Regions from separate parts of the Sus scrofa genome. Here region 1 is linked to region 2. A link is a contact called in public Hi-C data. All regions are on one chromosome and are shown on one strand. The core of a region is the stretch at or near the end of the contact, and the rest is flanking DNA. Distances in the headings are between cores, read along the strand shown. Region 1 has its middle 65 kb from the start of THY1. Region 2 holds the start of CBL (E3 ubiquitin-protein ligase CBL).

What was found. Hi-C and Micro-C count contacts between places; a contact is called where the count stands out from the background.
Region 1: a Hi-C map of embryonic fibroblasts shows a contact between it and region 2, with 5 times the contacts expected there. The contact joins the enhancer-like site here to the promoter of CBL in region 2. A contact is called at or near these places in 9 of 47 Hi-C or Micro-C datasets (embryonic fibroblasts, epiblast stem cells, fetal skeletal muscle and 5 more) and 1 of 2 datasets of contacts at active chromatin or transcription factors (skeletal muscle).

What each region holds. Positions count from the first base shown.
Region 1 is chr9:46,671,804-46,678,316 of Sscrofa11.1, forward strand. It overlaps a transcript of LOC102161637 not described here. Among named protein-coding and RNA genes, the nearest start is that of THY1, 65 kb to the left of the region's middle. Within about 2 kb of position 1,613, at least 21 of the 83 cell types and tissues checked have an H3K27ac peak or open chromatin away from gene starts, as enhancers often do. A contact at or near this core is called in embryonic fibroblasts, omental adipose tissue, retroperitoneal adipose tissue and 2 more, where this site is marked.
Region 2 is chr9:46,413,103-46,419,786 of Sscrofa11.1, forward strand. CBL (E3 ubiquitin-protein ligase CBL) reads left to right here and starts at 3,835. Exons shown (of 16, transcript XM_003129932.4): 1 at 3,835-4,337. The coding sequence starts at 4,146.

The DNA of each region.
Region 1 (6,513 bases), core at 363-2,862, 260 kb after region 2:
CCCATGTTGCTGTGGCTCTGGTGTAGGCCGACGGCTACAGCTCTGGTTAAACCCCTAGCCTGGGAATCTCCAATATGCCTTGGGAGTGGCCCTAGAAAAGGCAAAAAGACCAAAAAAAAAAAGCAAAGCAAAGCAACGAGACTGCTCTGGCTGTGGTGTTGAGGGTGTGGGTAGCAACAGAGAGCAGCTTGGAACCGGTCACAGGATGGATGTGAAGGATGATGGTCCAGGGAGGGGGGCAGGGCGGAGAGCCTGGATTTGAGTGTGGGGCAGCGTCCACTGGAAGCTGACGGGTCTGGGTGTGGTCCAGACTGGCTGAGGGGTGCTGGGTGCCCAGGTCACCCACCACCTGAAGATCAGGGGTTAGCGCTGGGCACATAGAATGTTAGGTCCCTGAAGACATCCAGGAAGAGATCAGGAGAAGGCAGGTGGCTAGACTGGTTTGGAACTTGGGAGACATATCTAGGCAAAAGACTTAATTTGAGAACTAAGTCTAGGTAATGGGAAGGAATGTGACCACTTAGGAAATATGCACAAAGGAGAAAAGGCCTGAGACGGAGCTTTGAGAAATATCCACACCTGCATGATAGTCATTGGAAGAGGACTTTGAGTTTTCTCGTCTGTAAAATGGATATGATGATGCGAGTTGCTGTAGGATAAGGTGAGATGATTACATAAAGTGTTTGACCTGGTGTCGGTGCTCTTTGATGGATCTTGGGTGGGTAGCACGTTTCTATAGTGGCCTTCCTCCTGGCTTACATAGGTTTATTAACGACCCTTCAAAAGATGTGACCAGAGGCCTGGACTTTATTGCTGCTGTCCGCCGTCCTCCACCAGACAACTGGTTCTGTTAATACAACCCAAGGTTGCACTTGTTTTTGGTTTTTTTCTTGCTTAGGGCTGCTTCTGCAGCATATGGAGGTTCCCAGGCTAGGGGTCGAATTGGAGCTGTATCAGGCCTACACCACAGCCACAGCAATATGGGATCTGAGCCACATCTGCCCCCAGCTCATGGCAACACCGTATGCCACTGAATGAGGCCAGGGATTGAAGCCGTGTCCTCATGGATACTGGTCATGTTGGTATCCTGCTGAGCCACAACGGGAACTCCCCCAAAGTTGCACTTGTGATTTTTGTTCTGCAGTCTGGTGTTAAGCGTGGATACAAGACCATTGTCTCTTCGTGAGTGATGCTTTGAAACCAAGAGCCTGGAAGGTCAGATGTAAAGGAGGGGACCAAGTCCTGTGGCAGGAGCCAAGGGCAGTCTTCAGACCCAGCAGACCAAGCATCTGTTTGCGTCCTTTCCAGAAAGAACAGGGAAATTAGCCAGCATCCCCCCTGTCCTCAGGCATGTTGTGCTTCGAAGGCAGGGGTCAGGAAATGGAGAATGAGAAGGTGACGGGGAATGTGGAGGGCAGGGTCAGGATTGAGGAGATGCTGAGATGAGGAGGGGTCTCCAGCCTAGAGTGTGGATGCTCTGGGTTCCCCCGTCCAAGTTTCTTACACCTTCCAGTGAGCAGACAGCAGCTGCTTCTGATGGATGGAGTCTGCTTTTGTTTTCGGGGAGCTGGCTGCCGGGCTGGCTGGTGGGCAGTGGCTGGAGCAACATCGCCCCCTCACGGCCTTCTCTTGCAAGTGCAGTCAAGGCACCCCACCCGATTTCTTCCCAGATCCATAGGCTGTCTCTGGATCAGCCGATCAGCTGATTTTATAGTCCTTGGCAGCCTGTCCTGTGTACCTAGGAGTGTCCCTTTGCTTTTGGCTTCTGTTAGCTGTCACTGCCTGGTGTATCTCTGTCCTGCTTCCTTGGGCGGTCTGTGATCAGCATGTCTCTTTCCATCAGTCTCCACCTAGGTCTCTATTTCTGTATCTTCTTCTGTCTCTGCCTTGCTTCCTGCCCCCATCCTCTGTCTCTGTGTCCTGGAGCTGAGGTCATGGCTGCCTTCCCCCCAGAGCTGGAGTGATTCTTGGTCTTTTTAGCTTTTTCCTCGATGAGTCAGGAACTCCTGGAGGGCTGAGGGCTGAGGCTCCACCCAGCAGTGGCCTCAGAGAGGATGCAGGAGTTTGAAGGAGCCTCGGGCTGGGCTGGGGACTGTGACAAGAGATTTTTTCCAAAATACGCTCATGGGGCCAGCGGGAGGCTGGGCGCATTCCTGTGGATGTCTAGGAAGCAGAACGAGCGAGCGGCTGGCCACCAGTATGGAGCGGGGCTCTTTTGGCTGCTGCCTGTGCCCAGAGCCTATCCACTCTCTTCAATCCTCATTTTCTGTTGCCTCAGGGCCTTTGCACAAACTGTTTCTCCTTGAAATCATCTCTCCCCCAAGGCCTTAGAAACCGACTCCTTCAGGGAGTCCTCCCGGATTCAGTGTCTGAGTTGGGGGCCCTCCTCTGTGCCAGGGCAGTGTCTTCTCCTTGGTTTAACATTACCTGCTGGCAGTTCCATCTCCCTGACTTGTGTGGCTGTTCTGGAGAGGGGTCGGGGTGGGAGGCAGGGAAGCAGCAAGCCCCGGGGACCAGAGGAGGGGGAATGTGGACAACCCACATGGTAACACCTCCTCCACCCCTCCTTGTTCTGCTTGTCATGTTCTTTCTTCCCCCAGGTTTTTCAGGGTCTTTGTGCCAGAGGCCATCTCCTGTCTGGCCTCTGGCCCAGGAACAGGCCCTGAAGAGTCAGCGGGGAAGGGCTGCCTGTCTGCCAAGTCCTCTGAGTTGGCAGCACAGGGGTGGGGGCTCCCTGTGGGCAGCCCAGGGGTGGGGGGCCGGGGCACTTGTAGCCTGAGTCCTCTCTGGGGGAGTGGCCATGTCTCAGCATGGTTGTGCGGCATGGGGCCGGCAGGACGGACAGCCTTCCCGCAGTCTCACATTTGTCGTATATTTGCGGCAGCCTGGAGCTGTCCCCAGGGCCTCCCTGGTGCCTTGCAAGAGGTCGGGGCCTGGCGCTCCCAAATATATCCCAGGGGAGGGAAAGGAAACACTCGGAGGGTGACCCCTGGTGCCTGAGGGCGAGGGGCCCACCCCCCTTTGTTTATTTATTAGTGGGTCACTTGGACCTTCTTTGAAAGCCGAGGCCTGCCACTGGAGGCCGCATGACCCCCGATGGCGCTGGGGGCTGGGGGCTCTGTTGAGAAGTGATGAGGCTGTGTGGGTGGTGGGAGGATGTGCCGGGTGAGGGAGGGCTCAGGAGCTGATGGTGAATCCACTGATGGAATCTCGTAGCCCAGGACCCCTTGCATCTCAGACCTGAGGCCGCTTACTGCTTTGGAACTGAGGGTTGGCTCCAGAGCTGAGGCTGGAAGCCCAGGGTGGGGCAGGACAGGGCTGGGTATTGTACCTGGGTCCCAGCTCAGGATCCCGGCTCACTTAGAAGTGATGCAAGAGAAGAGGCATGGACTTTCGACCCAGGAGTTGAGTTCAGGTCCCAGCTGGTGACCCAGGCCACGTCACTGGCCTCTCTGGGCCCCAGGCCCCTCATCTGTGAGGAATGGGGAGGTCGATACCTGCGGGACACTGTGAATGGGTGTGTGAAAGTGCTGAGGGGTCCCCTCCCTCCTCCTTCCATTGGCTCTCTGTCCCCCAGGTTGTCCAGGCACTTTCCAGCTGGGAGGACAAGTGCTGTGGGAGGGCTCCCCCAGCTGCCACAGCCCACGGGGACCAGGAGACACTGCTGAGCCCCACCCCATCCCCCGTGTCTGTGAGTCACAGGCAGGCTCACCTGGCTGGTGCCACATGCAGCCACCATGTGCCTCCCATAAGGTGTGTGCCCTCCTCCACTGTGCAGCCACCTGGATGCCAAGACTCTTTTTGTGGACAGGAGAAGCCCATGAAGCTGGGAAGGGTGTCCCCTGCTGAGCCCATGGAACAGGGTGCAGGCTGTTTTCGCCCAGAGCCATGTTGGTGGACTATGTCAGGTGAAATGTCTACACCTGTGGCTGGGTGAGCCTTGCAGTCTTAGCTCCTCAAGGCCCAGGAGCAAAGATATCTTGGAAGCTCTCCTATCTTCCTGCTCTGGCCCTTGCAGTCCACCACCCCGTCTCCCCACCGGGGTCAGTGCTGCCTCCTCTCTCTCTTCCCTCCTTCCTTCCTCTTTTTTGGGCCGCACTTGCAGCATATGGAAGTTCCCAGGCTCTAGGGGTTCAATTGCAACTGTAGCTGCTGGCTTACATCACAGCCACAGCAACGTGGGATCCGAGCTGTGTCTGTGACCTACACCACAGCTCACGGCAATGCTGGATCCTTAACCCACTGGGGGAGGCCAGGGATTGAACGGACATCCTCATGGATCCTAGTCGGGCTTGTTACCGCTGCGCCACACAGGAGCTTCCTCCCCCCCATTAAAGTTTTATTGACGTATAACTGATTTACAATGTTGCGATAATTTCTGCTGTACAACAGAGTGATTCAGTTAGACACATACACATAACCATTCTTTTCCAGGTTCTTTTCCCATATAGGTTATCACAAAATACTGGGTATAGTTCCCTATAGTTCCCTGTGCCACACAGCAGGTCCCTGTTTACCATCCTTCCCATACACAATAGTGTGCATGTGCCAATCCCAAACCCCCAATTCATCCGCCCCCCTCACCTGTCCTCTTTGGTAACCATAAATTTGTTTTCTTAAATTATCTATGAGTTTGCTTCTATTCTGTAAATAAGTTCATTGGCATCTTTTTAAAATAAAGATTCTACACATAAGTGATATCATATGATGTTTGTCTTTCTCTGTCTGACTTATTTCACTCAGTATGATAATCTCTAAGTCCATCCGTATTACTGCAAATAGCATTATGTCATTCTTTTTATGGCCGAGTAATATTCCGCCGTATATATGTACCACATCTTCCTTACCCATTTGTCTGTTGATGGACATTTAGGCTGATTCCATGTCTTGGCTATTGTAAATAGTGCTTTAATGAACACTGGGTGTATATATACTTTCAAATTATGACTTTTTTCTGGACATATGCCCAGGAGTGGGATTGCTGGATCATCTGGTAGTTCTGTTTTCAGTTTTTTAGGGAACTGCCATGCTATTTTCCATAGTGGTTGTATCAATTTACATTCCTACCAGCAGTGCAGGAGGGGTCCCTTTTCTCCACACCCTCTCCAGCATTTGTTATTTGTGGACTTATTAATGATGGCCATTCTGACTGGCATGAGGAGGCACCTCATAGTGGTTTTGATTTGCATTTCTCTAATAATTAGCAATGTTGAGCATCTTTTCATGTGTTTTTAGCCATCTGTATATCTTCTTCGGAGAAATGTCTATTCAGGTCTTCTGCCCCCCCCCCTTTCCTTTTTAGGGCTGCACCCTCGACATATGGGAATTCCCAGGCTAGGGGTCAAATCGGAGCTACAGCTGCTGGCCTACACCACAGCCACAGACAGGAACTCGGGATCCGAGCCACAGCTGCGAATTGCTCATTTTTTGATAGAGTTGTTTGTTTTTTTGATATTGAGCTGCATGTGTTTTTTTTTATATTTTGGAGATTAATCCCTTGTTCATTGCTTCATTTGCAAATATTTTCTCCCATTCTGTGGGTTGTCTTTTCATTGTTTTTATGGTTTCCTTTGCTGTGCAAAAGCTTTTAAGTTTAATTAGGTCCCAGTCATTTACTTTTGTTTTTATTTTCATGGCTCTAGGAGGTGGATCCGAAAAGATATTGCTGTGATTTATGTCAAAGAGTGTTCTGCCTAGGTTTCCCTCTAGGAGTTTTATAGTATGGGTCTTACATTTAGGTGTTTAATCCATTTTGAGTATATTTTCGTGTATGGAGTTAGAGAGTGTTCTAATTTCATTCTTTTACATGTAGCTGTCCAGTTTTTCCAGCACCATTTATGAAGAGATTAATCACAAGTACTGAAACTGAAGCTGTGTTTAAAAATTTTCAGAAAACAGAGTTCCTGTCGTGGTGCTCTGGAACCATGAGGTTTTATGTTCGATCCCTGGCCTCACTCAGTGGGTTAAGGATCCACCATGGCCGTGAGCTGTTTTTTTTCTGTAGGTTGCAGACATGGCTTGGATCTGGCTTTGCTGTGGCTCTGGTGTAGGCCGATGGCTACAGCTCCCATTAGACTCCTAGCCTGGGAACCTCCATAGTCCGAAGGTGTGGCCCTAAAAAGACAAAAGACAGAGCAAACAAACAAACAAAAAACCCCAAAATTTCAGAAAACAAAAGTCCAGGAGTGAATGGCCTCACTGGTGAAGTCTATCAAGTATTCAGAAGAGAGTTAACACCTATCTTTCTGAAACTATTCCAAAAAGTTGCAGAGGAAGGAACACCCCCGAATTCATTCTGGGAGGCCACCAGCACCCAACGCCTCCCTCACGTGGGCCCCAGCGCCGCCCTGCATCCCTACTCAGTGTCCAGAGTCCAGGCATTTCCTCTCATCTTTCTTTGCTCTGCCTGAAAACCCCCAACTTCGCTCTCAGCGGACAGCCTCACCTCCCGTCTCAGTGAGAAGGACAAGCCACCAGGGGAGAGCGTCCATGGTTGCCCGCCACCGCGCCCAC
Region 2 (6,684 bases), core at 2,585-5,084:
AAAAATCAGTCTGGGGAAGGGAGAATGGTGGGGGCTTTGCCCTTGTCAGGCAGCCCTCCCTTCACCCCACCCTCCTCCAGCCCTTGCTGCTGGGAGCTTTGTCATCCATCTGCCCCCTGGATCTCTGTTTACCACACTGGCTAGAATGAAAACAACAGAAATTTTAGGCCTTTCCCCCTTGTGGATTAAGGGAACTATAGACTCTTCTTCCTTCTTTCTTCTGTTTTTTCTTTTTAAGGGCCGCACTCTCGGCTTATGGAGGTTCCCAGGCTAGGGGTCGAATCAGAGCCATAGCAGCAGCCTATTCCGTAGCCACAGCAATACGAGATCCAAGTCGCATCTGCAACCTACACCACAGCTGGCTGCAATGCTGGATCCTTGACCTACTTAGTGATGCCAAGGATTGAACCCACAGCCTCATGGATACTAGTTGAGTTTCAAAGCCCCAAGCCATATTGGGAATACCCAGACTCTTTCTTTAGATATTTCTCCCTATTTCTGTCCCCCTCAACATTTTTGGCCAAATGCCTGTTGTCAGGAACCGATCTGAAGAAATAGCCATGAGGTTTGGGGGAAAGAAAAGTCCTTCTAGGGATCAGGTAGATTTAGGCAGAAGCTGATGCATGTTTATTTGTCTCCTCATGGCTGCAGGGTACTTCTCAGACTCTGTGGAGATTTTACAGAGTAAAGGAAAGAACTGGTCTTGTTCTTCTAGATGTGAATAGTTCCTGTACTTATTTGCAGATAACCTGCACATTTCCTAAATCTGGAAACAAGTTTTCTTCTAATTTCAAAGCATGTTTTCCATTTATCCCCACCCCCACCCCCAAGATCCCTCTCTCCCTGCCTAGGAATGCAGTAGAGATTGCTGTCCTGGTCCTTCTCATACGGAAGCCTATTTGGGGAATTTTCCAAGGGATAATTAGTGTCTCGGTATGCTGATGCACAGTGATATATTGAGGATAGAGATTACAGAATACAAACAACATCTCATGCCGCAGAAGAGCATTTACTTTTCAAATATGTTCAGTCAACCGACTTTCAGGTGCAGAATGAGGATGTGGTTTGGGGTGAAGATGAAATGGAATAAGAAGAGTGCTACATGTCACATGATGTGATACAAACTGAGCCAGCTCTAGAATAATCCAGGAATGAGAATGGCACTGTGAGCAACAATTCAATCTCTAGGACATTTTGAAAACAAGCCAAGTGAAAATTGTGAGAAAAAAGTCAATCTTTCCTTTTTTTCACCTATAAACCTCAGTTTAGAGGTAAAAATAGGAAAGATCATTTCAGCAGAACCCTGTCTTCCTTTGAAGAGGATCCTATCCAGGAGTTTTAAGGAGATACACAGGAGAGATTCTACTGCATTCCAATGTGAGAGATAAGTCATTGCATATGACTTATGGATAAGTCCATTGTGTATGGAAAGAAATATGGCTTACTGCAGCAGAAGCAAAGGACAAATTATATATTACATATTATTATAACTCTATTCTATACAAACCATACTGAACATAATATAAATGGTAAGACTTAAACTAAGCCAGAGATGTGGATGTGACCTGCAAGCTCATACACAGCTCCAAAGATTAATTTCTTGCCTATACTCCATTAAATCTAGGATTTGACTATGAGGGGAAAAAGTACCCTTGTGTATCTGCACTGTGCCAGCTACTGTGGAAGACCAGAGCCAATAAGATAGTATAGCATGGGAGTTCCCATTGTGGTGCAGGGGAAACAAATCCGACTAGCAACCATGAGGTTGCAAGTTTGATCCCTGGCCTCTCTTAGAGGGTTAAGGATCCAGTGTTGACGTGAACTGTGGTGTAGGTGGCAGCTGCAGCTTGGATCCTGTGTTGCTGTGGCTGTGGTGTAGGCCAGTAGCTGTAGCTCCCATTAGACCCCTGGTGTGGGAACCTCCATATGTCAGGGGTGCAGCCCTGAAAAGCAAAAAAAAAAAAAAAAAAAAAAAAAAAAAAGGATAGTATAGCATAAATTAATGTGGTAGGTGAGAAATAAATGGTTCTGGAAAGTTTGAGGGAAGGATTATTTCTATCTAGAGTGTCTGGTAAGGAGGACAATATTTGAGTTGACTATGAAGAATGGCTTGAGGAGTTCCGTCGTGGCACAGTGGGAACAAATCCAACTAGGAACCATGAGGTTGCAGGGTTGATCCCTGGCCTCACTCAGTGGGTTAAGGATCATGCCAAGAGCTGTTGTGTAGGTGGCAGGCGAGGCTGGGATCTGATGTTGCTGTGGCTGTGGTGTAGGCCAGCAGCTGTAGTTCTGATTGGACCCCTAGCCTGGGAACCTCCATTTGCCAAGGTGTGGCCCTAAAAAGCAAAATAAATAAATAAATAAAATTGAAAAAAGAATGGCTTGAACTTTAGTAGCACACACTTTAGGCAGAGGGCATCTGAGTAATGGTAATGAGAAGAGAAGGAATTCTGGTATTTTGTAACTTGATGAGCATAGGATACAGATATTGGAACAGTATAAAACTACTGTAAGGCTGTTTGGTGTTAGATCATGACCGTTAACTTCAGGAGGTAACAGGGATGTTTAAAGTGCTTTTTTGTGTGTGACGGTGTCAGAGCTAGACTTTAAGAACACTGGCTTGGTAGCAGAATGGATTGGCGGTGGCAGGGAAATCAGTGAGGAAAGTGTTTCAATAGACCAAGGAAGAGAGAAGGAGGATTGACAAGTAAGGGTGGAGGCACTAGGGATGCAAAATCTTGACAATTATCTAAGAGCTTTGCCTAGATTTTTTTCTTTAGACATTTTAACTCTTTCTAGGTAGGAACTGATTAATGGAAATTCTACTGATAGGGAATGACTCCACTGATAGATGAAGGCCATTGAATTGCAAACCAAGGATGTCTGGCTGAAGAGTGCTCAAGTGCGGAGATATTTTTTCCCCTCTTACAGGATCATTTGATAAGCTTAATCCCCTAATCAGTCAAGAGCTTTGTGGAAGAACCAGGCATGGAATCTAAGGAGGAACTGAGTACTTATTGACACACTGGGGCCTGCAAGCTCCCAAAGCTGAGGTTCAGAATTAGCAAATTAGGGCAGGGCACTTCCTTCTTTAGGAGGGAAGTTCTTTTTTTTTTTTTTTTTTCAAAGCTCTTCCAACAGAACTTTTAGATTAGAAACTGACGTGACTGGAAACCGCCTTTCTGTTTCATGGGAGCAGTGAGTATTCCTCAGGCCTGGGCTTGAAGGTCACAGTTTCCATGCTGGGGGCCTGATGTTAGATATGCCCACCTGCAGAGCAATGCGCTGAGCAGGGTAACTTAAGAAAATATTCAATTCCCAGAAAAGGAACTAGTATTCAAAGGGAAAAAAAAGGGAGAACTATTTTGTTTTCAGAAGGTCAAAGGGCCTGGAAGAAAAGCTTGCGGCCTGAGTGTCTCAAGATTTTCTGGGGTCTAAACAGGATGCAACAATCTGCAGCAGTCACATTCCTGTGCTTGGTCCCGACTTAACAAGTTTAGAACACTAACTTCCCTTTTTCACCCACAATGTGAAGAAACAAATAACTTTAAGTTCAATTTCCTCATCTGTCAGGTGTGGAGGAAAGGCTAGACGACGAGATTCTTTCAAGAGCTACCTGTCTTAATTTAAAGGCTCCAATAACCCTCTCCAAGAGCAACGACCAACCACCCATAAGGAATATGGAGGGCTTGACTGCTACCCAGTGCGCAGACTCCATGTTAGACCCCGCCCCGTCCTTTCCCCGCTCCTCCAGCAGGGGGCACTGGCGTGAAGGTTCTGCCTGGGCCCGCCCCCCCGGGGCAGGGACTCCGGAGGCGGCGCGGAAACTTGGCCGCCGCTTTCCGGGAGCCGTGGCTTGGGAGGAGGTCGCTCCCCTCTCCAGAGGCGGCCTCCGACTTCCCTGAGCTCCGCGCGCTCCTCCCGCCCCCGGGCTCGCGCTCTCTGAAGGGGCGCGCCCGCGCGGACTCGCGCTCCGGGCTCCGCCCCCTCCCCCTCCCCTCGGCCGCCCCTCCCTCGGCCCGGACAGCCGGCGGCGGTGGCGGCGGCGGCCGGGAGAGGCCCCTCCTTCACGCCCTCCTTCTTTCCCTCACTCGCAGCAGAGCGGAGCCGGCGGACGCGGCTGGGCCCCTCACCCTCCCCGGGCCATGGCCGGCAATGTGAAAAAGAGCTCTGGGGCCGGGGGCGGCGGCGGCTCCGGAGGATCGGGCTCGGGCGGCCTGATCGGGCTCATGAAGGACGCCTTCCAGCCGCACCACCACCACCACCACCTCAGCCCCCACCCGCCAGGGACCGTGGACAAGAAGATGGTGGAGAAGTGCTGGAAGCTCATGGACAAGGTGAAAGGCCTGCCTAGGACCCGCGGGAGCAGGGGTGGGTGTGGGCGGAGGGGCCGAGGGAGGGGAAGGAAGGGACAGAGGAAGCTGGGGGAGGGGACGGGTCGTGCGAGGCTGGGAGGCGAGGAACTGGGGTGACGGGGCCGAGGGGTGGGGGCGTAGGGGTGGGGAGGAGGACCGGAGGATGGGGGTCGACGGTGGGGGAAGGGCTGCGGTTGGGATTGGGGAACGTTGAGATGGTGTGTTTGGGGTTGCAAGACAAAGATGGGGTGGGGGCTGGGGCGAAGGTTAACTGGGGAGCCACCGGGGCGGAAGTATAATGGGGGGTGCAGAGTTTGGGGCTCTGTGCAGAGAGTAAGGATGTGGGTCACGGAATTGGCCCCGGGAGATAGGAGGGAGGCGGGTGAGGAAGAGCTCTTGATTTACCGGCTAAGAACTATTAGCTGGATGAGCTCTAAGGAATTACTTTTACGGGCTCCGATTGAGAGACCTGGGGTCCTGACAACTCCGCAGGCAAACCGCGCTCTGGGTGAACATTTCGGTTTTTTTCTCGTTAAGATGTAACTCCGAGATAAAAGAAATGGGGGATGTTTAAATGGGCCGAGGGAGGAACTTTCCTCCCCATATAGCGCTGGCTCAAGTTTTTATCCCCCAAAACATTGGATGGGATCCATTGCTGGTGCTGAGAAATGCACTGATTAAACCACAAGTTCTGGTTATAACTATTATCTTCGGAGAGATGTATTGCCTGAGCGGGTTAAGCAGCAGATTCTGACTCTTTCAGAACTTCCTCCTTACACACCCAGCTTTTCAGTGGGTTCTACCTTTTTGGGTAACAGGACCTGACACCTTAGTACAGAATCTGATTTTAAGCTTGTCTGATGCGCCGTCTTGATTACCTTTTTTCGGTAGTGTGGAAAATAACTCCACTTTAATTTTGGCGTTTGGGAGAATTTTACTTCTTCATAGCTGTGTCTGTGTAATGACATATAGTAGTCTCAAGTATTTAAACAGTCTTTTTGTTCCAGAGAATTCAATATTGCCTTGCTGTTTTTCACACTTAGTAATAACTTATTTTTAAAAAATTCATACTGCAGATGAAAAGTGATTAGAGGTATCTGATATATATTGTAAGAATGGTTTTATTTCCTCCAGAGTAAAATTGGTTTTCTTTGGTTCCACTCTGGGCCTAGGTCTCCCTTCTGAAAAGTTCTTAATGGATTATTTTGGACTTGGAACAGCTAATAAAAGTGATTATGAAGCACTTGGCAAATATAAATGTGGTATATAAATGCTTAATAAGTCCTGTGTGTGAATTAGCGCTCCTGTAGTGCATACCAGTGGTTTCAGGAGCTACTTTTTCAGGGTTAGTTTTTCTCCTGTAAAGCAATTGGTATTGTAATTAATACATTTTGTTATCCAATTTGTAATACAAATAATAGTATTTGTATGTTGATTATGTTGGTGTTGTAATGCTAATTTTATTATTAGAAATTGTAACAAAACCAATACAGAAAGTTAGGCATGTAAAGTAAATCTTAAGTGCATAGATACCTTTTATTTTTATTTTTATTTTTTCTCATCTGTTGTCTTTTGAGGGCTGCACCCTCGGCATATGGAGGTTCCCAGGCTAGGGGTCTAATCAGAGCTGTAGCCACTGGCCTACACCACAGCCACAGCAACACAGGATCCAAGCCTCATCTTTGACCTATACCACAGCTCATGGTGACGCCAGATCCTTTACACACTGATTGAGGCCAGGGATTGAACCCGAAACCTCATGGTTCCTAGTTGGATTCGTTTCCTCTGCGCCATGACAGGAACTCCAAATGCATTGATACCTTTATTATTATTATTTTTTTTCTGTCTTTTTGCCTTTGCTGGGGCCGCTCCCACGGCACATGGAGGTTCTCAGGCTAGGGGTCGAATTGGAGCCATAGCCGCCTGCCTACGCCAGAGCCACAGCAACGCAGGATCCGAGCTGCGCCTGCAACCTACACCACAGCTCAGGGCAACACCAGATCCTTAACCCACTGAGCAAGGCCAGGGATCGAACCCGCAACCTCATGGTTCCCAGTCGGATTCGTTAACCACTGAGCCATGACGCGAACTCAGAAATGCATTGATACCTTTTAAAAAATGTATTGAATCTATTCAAAATCTGAAGTTTGTAGGTTTCCATTTTAGGGGTTTAGAGTTAAAAAAGTTTCTCCTGGAATAGAAAAAATTGGCATTTCTAATTAGTTCTCATTCAAGACACATGTTATCAGCATTCATCGTATCAAAATTGTATTGGCTATAGACCTCTCCTTAAAAATAAAATTTTCATCAGAGTTCCTGTCAGAGATGA